Linked DNA regions of Mus musculus: region 1 is linked to region 2. Evidence: chromatin contacts called from public HiChIP or PLAC-seq data. All regions are on one chromosome and are shown on one strand. Each heading gives the region's core, a stretch centred on a gene start, on an enhancer-like site or on the middle of the called end of the contact. The rest is flanking DNA. Distances are from core to core; before and after follow the strand shown.

What was found. HiChIP or PLAC-seq counts read pairs in DNA pulled down with a chosen protein or histone mark.
Region 1: a contact with region 2 is called in an H3K27ac HiChIP or PLAC-seq map of microglia, with 5 times the contacts expected there. The contact joins two enhancer-like sites. A contact is called at or near these places in 2 of 115 datasets of contacts at active chromatin or transcription factors (large pre-B cells and microglia) and 1 of 9 other capture datasets (liver).

What each region holds. Positions count from the first base shown.
Region 1 is chr17:8,263,503-8,267,608 of GRCm38.p6, forward strand. All of the region lies in intron 4 of Gm33799 (a long non-coding RNA gene), which reads right to left. Among named protein-coding and RNA genes, the nearest start is that of Gm33799, 7.0 kb to the right of the region's middle. Within about 2 kb of position 1,334, at least 2 of the 459 cell types and tissues checked have an H3K27ac peak or open chromatin away from gene starts, as enhancers often do. A contact at or near this core is called in microglia, where this site is marked.
Region 2 is chr17:7,937,366-7,941,329 of GRCm38.p6, forward strand. All of the region lies in intron 4 of Gm1604a (predicted gene 1604A), which reads right to left. Among named protein-coding and RNA genes, the nearest start is that of Rsph3a, 6.3 kb to the right of the region's middle. Within about 2 kb of position 2,181, at least 101 of the 459 cell types and tissues checked have an H3K27ac peak or open chromatin away from gene starts, as enhancers often do. A contact at or near this core is called in microglia, where this site is marked.

The DNA.
Region 1 (4,106 bases), core at 84-2,583, 330 kb after region 2:
CTGGCTTGCTCAACCTGCTCTCTTATAGAACCAAGACTACCAGCCCAGAGATGGCACCACCCACAAGGGGACCTTCCCCCTCCACCCCCCCACCCCCCAACCCCCCTCGTGATCACTAATTGAGAAAATGCCTTACAGCTGGATCTCATGAAGGCATTTCCCCTACTGAAGTTCCTTTCTTTGTGATAACTCCCAGCCTGTGTCAAGTTGACACACAAAACCAGCCAGTACACCCAAGGCAATGCCCAAGGCAATGCTCCCTCCTGAGGCTGAGGCAGTTGACCGGTGCTCCCACCTGAGGCCTTTCTCTCCGTGGATGTGCACTGTGCTTCTTGTCCCCTCTGTGGGCTTTTTGTTGTTGTTGTTGTTGTAAGATTTATTTATTTTATGTATGTGAGTCCACTGTCACAGTCTTCAGACACACCAGAAGAGGGCACCAGATTCCATTACAGATGGTTGTGAGCTATAATGTGGTTCAGGGAATTGAACTCCAGACCTCTCAGACCTATCTCTCAGCCCTTCTGTGGGCATTTTTGTAGCATGATAAACCCTGCTGGAAATGGCCTGTCTTCTAGACAGTCTCAAGGAGTCAATGTCTTCCACGCCCTTTGCTGCTTGCTGGGTTTCCCTCTCCCAGACAGCCTGGCTCAGGACAGGACTGGTTATAGGAACTAGAGTCTACTTTCAACAAGTTTTAATCGCTTGTGATAGTTTCCCAATATAACGTACATTACAGCAGCAAGCTTGACCCTGTGGCTCTGTCCTTGGTCATCCTAGGAACACACATGTTCATGTTTCCTGCAGAAACTCACAGGAGTTTAACTCACAGGCATATAAGGTTCCACCTCAGACAACACAGGTACACCATGCATATACCTGACTGTTTGCCTTCATAAAATCCTGGATGTTCTGATTTCTGGAATATAGAGGGATCCAAAAAGATCTATAATGGTACAGCTGTTAACTCCACCATGTCTCTCTCTCTCTCTCTCTCTCTCTCTCTCTCTCTCTCTCCCTCTGTCCTTATCTGTCCCTCCCTCCCTCCCTCCCTCCTTCCCTCCCTCCATCCTTCCCTCCCTCTCTCCCTCCCTTAGTAGGAGGAACCTGGAAGCTTCCAGGCTATAGGAACGGAAATTTGAACTCAATCTGGGTGCCAGAGCCCAAATGCAGACAGGACAGACTACCGTCCCTGACTGGTAGCTATACACGTTCTAAGTGGGACTTTGGTGTTTTCAGGAATATGAAGTGGCCTTCTTGGACTTCTTTGGTGGATCTCTTTCTGGAACTTGACTAAGCCTCACGAGTTCTGTGCGTTTGCAATTTTACAATCTGCCACTAGAGAGCGATAAGTGTTTGCCTGCTCAGACCTGCTGGTATTTCTAGCCTTCCAGAGCCTTTAAGAGCTCTCATATGCAGGGATCCATCCCATAAACAGCTTCCAAATGCTGACACCATTGCATACACTAGCAAGATTTCGCTGAAAGGACCCAGATATAGCTCTCTCTTGTGAGACTATGCCGGGGCCTAGCAAACACAGAAGTGGATGATCACAGTCAGCTGTTGGATGGGTCACACGGCCCCCAATGGAGGAGCTAGAGAAATTACCCAAGGAGCTAAAGGGAACTAACTGCAACCCTATAGGTGGAACAACAATATGAACTAACCAGTACCCGGGAGCTCTTGTCTTTAGCTGCATATGTATCAAAAGATGGCCTAGTCGACCATCACTGCAAAGAGCGGCCCATTGGACTTGCAAACTTTATATGCCCCAGTACAAGGGAACGCCAGGGCCAAAAAGGGGGAGTGGGTGGGTAGGGCATTGGGGGGGGGTGGGTATGGGGGACCTTTGGGATAGCATTGAAAATGTAAACGAGGAAAATACCTAATTAAAAAAAAATTAGTTCCACGTAGGGGAATGAGGCGGGAGTGGGTGAGTGGGTGGAGGAGCAACCTCATAGAGGGAAAGGGGAGGGGGAAAAGGGGAAATAGGATGGGAGGTTTGTGGAGAGGAAACTGGGAAGGGGGATATCATTTGAAATGTAAATGAATAAAATGATTAATAAAAAAAGTCAGTTTCACATGAAAAAAAAAAAGAATTGGCAGTCAGTGGAAGCATGAAGAATCAGTCAGTATACTGTGAGAAGTTCTTAGGTGCTTTTCTCTCCATGAAGTGAAGACCAGCTAAGACCAGAGAAGTTGCAAGGCATTGCAATGCAAGAGCATCCTTCAAGGACTAGAAAGATGGGTCAGTGGTTAAGAACATTGACTGTTCTTCCAGACAATCTGGGTTTAACTCCCAGGACCCACATGACAGCTTACAATTATCTATAATTCCAGTTCCAGGAGATATGATGCCCTCACACAGACATATATGCAGGCAAAACACCAATACATATGAAATAAAAATAAAGTATTTAAAAAAAAAAAAAGAGCTCTCTCAGAAGGGCACTGTGCCAGACAGAGCCCCTAGGGGACACTGCCGCCAGCTTTTGCTTCTGGTTCCTTCTGCAGCCTGGACAGGCGACTGCTAGCCCTGAGTTCTGAGCAGAACATGGGGTTTGTTCTCTGATGGTCCACACTGGCAAAAGCTGAAAATCACAAATGTCACGATAGACCTGCACAGGTTAAAAGCATTGAGATGATCAGTGTGTGGCTTCGTTGGAACCCAAGGTGTTAACGCTGGTTGTCCCTCCAGTGGGAGGGCTTAGAGGCCTCCTTACCTAGTGAGCTGCTATGTAAGGACTTCAGGGAAGTTTGGGAGGTGAGTTGTTTTTGTTTTGTTTTGTTTCTTGTTTTTTGTTGTTGAAACAGGGTCTCCACTGAGTAACTCGGGCTAGCTTGAACCTCTGCCTCAGGTTCCTGAGCCCTAAATTAGAGGCATTTGCCAAGCCCTGTAATAAATACATTTACTTTTAAAAACAAACAAAAGAGTATTTTTAAGTGTGTGTGTCACACGCTTGTGTCAAGGTCAACCAATTCTCCTTCAGCCTTGTTTTTGAGGCAGGATCTATCTTGTTTCTGCTGCAGTTCCGAGTATGTGATTCTGGCGGATTCTTCTGTCTCCACCTTCCACCTTGGTAGGCATGCCAGGATTTCTAATGGGTGCTGCCACATAGAGATTTTTATGCGGGTTCCAAGGATCACACCAGGTCATCAGGCTTGCTGGTGGGCATCTTGACTGCTGTGCCATCTCCTCTCCCTGGTATAACACTACCCCCACCAAGGTCTGATCATTAATTTGTTACTCTTTTTGTTTTTTGAGGCAGGGTTTCTGTGCACCACCACTGCCAGGTTGCGACTCAGGACCTCTGAACCACCCGCCTTATTTGTTACTCTTAAAGTTCTGACTTAGACTGGACTCAGAAGTAGAAGCTCTCTCGGCGAAGACAGCCTACATCTCTTGGCAATCTGTTCATGGCATTTTCTTTGGCTTCCCTCAGTATCTTGGCCAAAAGTTTAGCATACCCACAGCCACTTAATGCATTGTTTCTTCAGATCAATACGCTGGCATCTCTGTAACAGGACGTGTGGAGTAACAAGATGCCAACTCATGGGTGCTTTGGTCCTGGGTTTCTCCCCTTCTTGGTTTGAGAGCTTTCTGATAACATATCGACAGGTATTTTATCTCTTTTTAAAATTTATTTCCAGTCCATATGTGTTGGCATTTTGCCTACATCTGTGAGGATGTCGGATTCCCTGGAACTGAAGTTATAGGCAAGTATGAGCTGTCATGCGGATGATGGAAAGTGAACTCAGGTTCTCTGGAAGAGCAGCCAATGCTGTTAACTGGTAAGCCATCTCTCCAGCCCCCAGAACCATCTTCTTTGAAGAGATTGAAAAGATTTTGGATACTACTAGCCTTTTTGGACCTCAGTCGCCAAGACACAGGGGTGTCTGTCAGTACTGACATACCCTTCTCCCGTTTGTTTGTTTCCTTTTTAAACAAACAAACAAACAAACAAACAAACAACCCAATAAGTCAAGAACAGTTAGATTGGCATCCACAATCCTTCCTTGAACAGCTTTCCCTTCCTTTCCTGGGTACCCTTGGTCTATAACAAGAATGGCACCTTACTCAATAGCAGGGACACTCTGTTGTGGGTCAA
Region 2 (3,964 bases), core at 931-3,430:
CAATGGCTGATGGCCACAGTGCTTGGAAACGCTGGGCATGGGAATGTCTAATACTGCTTATATTAATGCACACTTCAAAGAATAACTAGGGGGCTGGAGAGATGGCTCAGTGGTTAAGAGCACTGACTGCTCTTCCAGAGATCCTGAGTTCAAATCCCAGCAACCCCGTGGTGGCTCACAACCACCTATAAAGAGATATGATACCCTCTTCTGGTGTGTCTAAAGACAGCTACAGTGTACTTATATATAATTACATAATTCTTTTAAAAATGTAAAAAAAAATTAGATAAACGCCTGGTTATAATCTTGTTGGGAGAGCTGCCAGTGCGTGCTTTCCTCCTATCCACCACGCATGAAGCCACATTGGATAGGATCTCAGGTAGCTGAAGGTTCTTCATTAATTGAATTCTGTGGTTTTAACTCCTCTTCTGCAAAAGGAGCAAGAGTGAGGAGGCCAGCGTGTACACAGCTCGCTAGAGAAGACAGTGAATCACTCAGCAATATCTTGAGTATAGGCTGAGACACTGTACTTTCTCTGCTACAGAATACAGGCTTGATATGGGGACCAGAGAGATGGCTCAGCGTGTAGAGATACTTATTGCACAAGCATGAGAACCCAAGATCAGACCTAGCGCTCCCATTAAAAGGTGGGTGTGGCTATGTGTGCCTGTGACCCCAGATCTATGGAAAGCACTGAGAGGAGGTCTGCTGGGGCTTTCTAGCTACTATAAGGGATTGCTTGGGTTTGCTTTCTGGGTTTGTGTTACTCACTACAATGCAATAAACTCATGTAAAGACCACATCTCATATATCTCCAATCTCAAATCAAGAAGAATTGAAGACAGGGAAAATGACAGGAAAGGGCCATGCTTAAGGAAACAGGGGGATGGAGGCTTAGAGAGACTCCAACCCACAGGAGGGAACAGAGGCAAGGCTCAGCTCATAGTGCTGACAGTCAAACTGTGGGAAGCACAGACACTTTGTAGACAGTCTAAGAGGAATGGCTGTCTGAGGAAATAAAACACCGCAACAGTGTCTCACAGTGCATAGAAGATTTAATGTAGCATGTGAAATAGAAAATTCAGAGTTCTAGAATAAATAGGAATAAGCTTCTTCCATAACCTCAGAATAAAACAGGCCTTTACAACATGATTTAAAAATCTAAAGACACAGGACATAAGTTAAAACCTAAAAATCAACAGTATTGGTAAAACACAGTAAACCAAATAAAAATGAATGAAGCCCTCTTTTAGCCATTTAAGATTTCTCTCAGTAATTTTCTGTGGTTTTCCATGTCCAGAAATATTTATTATCAAATTCATTCACAAATTTCTTTCATCTCCAGGAGTGACACGACATTTTAGAAGTTTTCTCTCTCCTGTGGGTATGAGTAGTCTGACATCAATCCCCATAAATCACACTTGAAACCATTTTAGAAATGATCTGTCTAAGATTCCAGGTAATAGAAGGAATCTCTACACGCAAGCCATCGCCTGTGATGATCCTTAGGCAAGAACAGTTGGATTTAGTTATAGCAGCACAGACGTTTGAGAGGGGATCTCTCTAGAGTAAGATGCACAATTTTACAATTTACAGGGGTGTTTTTGCTACTACAGTCTGCTATAATTTTTGTTGACTAGACAAATGATCCCAATCTTTAAAAGTCCCAAAGGAACAGATTTCAGCTGTATAAACCTCAGGGGGCTGAGGCCTGAGGCTGAGGAAGTTTACTGTCTGTTAAAGATTTCGGCACCCAAGTCTTAGGAAGAACACAATTCGAGTGCCATACCATATTATTTCCAACCACAATGAAAATCCCATAACATTGCGCTTCAGTACTCAGATCAAACCAACCTGCATCAGTGAAACGATCAGGAGCCAGCCTATCCCCTAACAGTACAGGCCCTCCTGTGCCTGTTTCCCAAGAGAAGGGGCAATGTGCTGGGCTGGATTCTGATTCTATGCTCCTTCTGTAGTAAGTCTGTTCTGTTTTACAAATCTGAAATGTTTTTAAAACCACAAAATAATCCAATCAAGAAAGCAGATATTAAGACAAAGAAACTCATGGCTTTAAATTAAAATTTTGCAAATCTAAAAGTACTTTTAATTCCTCCAGCCCACACATCCTGTGTTTTTAAAACCACGGCGCATAGTTTAGGGGAAGATGAAAACTGGTGAATGAAATCACAGAATCAGACGCTTTAGCATAACCTACCAATTTAAAAATATCTATATATGCACTCAGGTCTCAGATCCTTTGGCAAAAATAACTCTCATTTTCAAGAATAGAAAGTGTTAGGGGGTTTTATATCTTCTTACAAGAAATTTCCATCCACTGAATGTGAATTTTACCTTTCACTCAAATACACAACATGTTTTGATACTGAAAACTTCCCAAGAAGACGGGCGCGACTCTGCACACTCTGAGTCATGGTTTTACTCTGACTGGTGAGCGCGTGCTCCCCCTGGCTCTTACTCAAGAGAATCACCACAGCCCTTAGATCAAAAGGAAATGATCAGAGCATCCTGTCTGGCTCTCAGTCCTGTAGGAAATTGAAAAGCAGGTCTATCGTTCTGAGTATCACCACCAGATTCAAGGAACCTCTGGCACACCACGGTCAGCCTGAGAGCCAGGCTCCTGTGGGCCAGAACCAAGTTCAAAGGACCCGATGTTTACATGATTCTGGAGTTTTTCTATAGGAAAAAGAAACGCTTGCAAATACAAATTAAATCACAAACGCAGATGCTTATCCAGGATGAAAAGCACATTATGAATTATAAACTGAAGAAGACTAGAAAAATTCACAAAAATTTCCACTTAAATAGAATACATTTTTATCAACTTCCCAATACATTTCTCTGTGTGTTAACTAAAGACTATTTAAGTACTTTCTTCCTAAGAAGAAATATATAAGATACACCTTTTAATATATATGTATATACATGTATATATCAATATATCATATATTAAAATATATACATGTATCTATTATATTCTTTAATGTTTCCTGTAGAAGAGGACAGAAGTTTTCTTTGAGTGTGGTTAGTACTGGGATGCCTTTCAACATTTCAAGTTTAGAGGGATTTACTGGCTTTAGCTTTTGAAGTTGATAGTAGCATGGAGATGTTTAAGATCATCAGTGTGGAAAAATCTGTCACATATTTTCATACACGAGCTTGAAAATGTAGGAAGCTTTCCACAGACCACATTCTCTTGCTTGTCTGCCTGTCATGTCTTTGGCCCTCTCTAAACACCAACTTTCTCTCTACTCCAATCTTTCTGTGGAACTGGTCATTCACAGCTATAACCTACCAACATGACAGTGGCCATCAATTTCAGAAGTAGCATATCCAGAACAGAACTCTGGGCATCTCATCCCTCTGACAGCAAGCATCTCAGTGAACTGTGTGTACGTTTTTATTTCGCTTGAGTTGGAAGCATGGCGACCTTCCTGTGTCTGTCTAGTCCTTGCCCCCATATACAATGCTTTACTAAGTGTTCCAGTTTCATTCTGCTGCAGTGACAAATACAACTCATGACCAAAAGCAACTCAGGGAAGGAAAGGATTTATTTCATCTTATAGGTTGATCCATTGTTGAGGGAAGTCAGAGCAGGAAAACAAGCAGGAACGTAAAGCAGAAACCATAGAGGAATGCTGCTTGCTGGCTTGGTTATAGACCCATGCTTAGAGATACAGCCCAGGACCCCCTGCCGAGGGAATGGTGCTTCCAGCAGTGGACTGGGCTCTATACATTAATGAATGCAACCGAGACAATCCATCCCCCTACAGACATGCCCACAAGTCAATGCAATCTGGGCAATCCTTTAACTGATCCCTTCCTGATGACTCTAGATGTGTCCTCTCAAGAGTTAAAGCTAAAACACTATGTTATCTTAAATTTCCAAAATATCCCAAATGCACCTCTTCTATTTTCTCTGCTACTGTTCTAGCTCCAGGCTAGA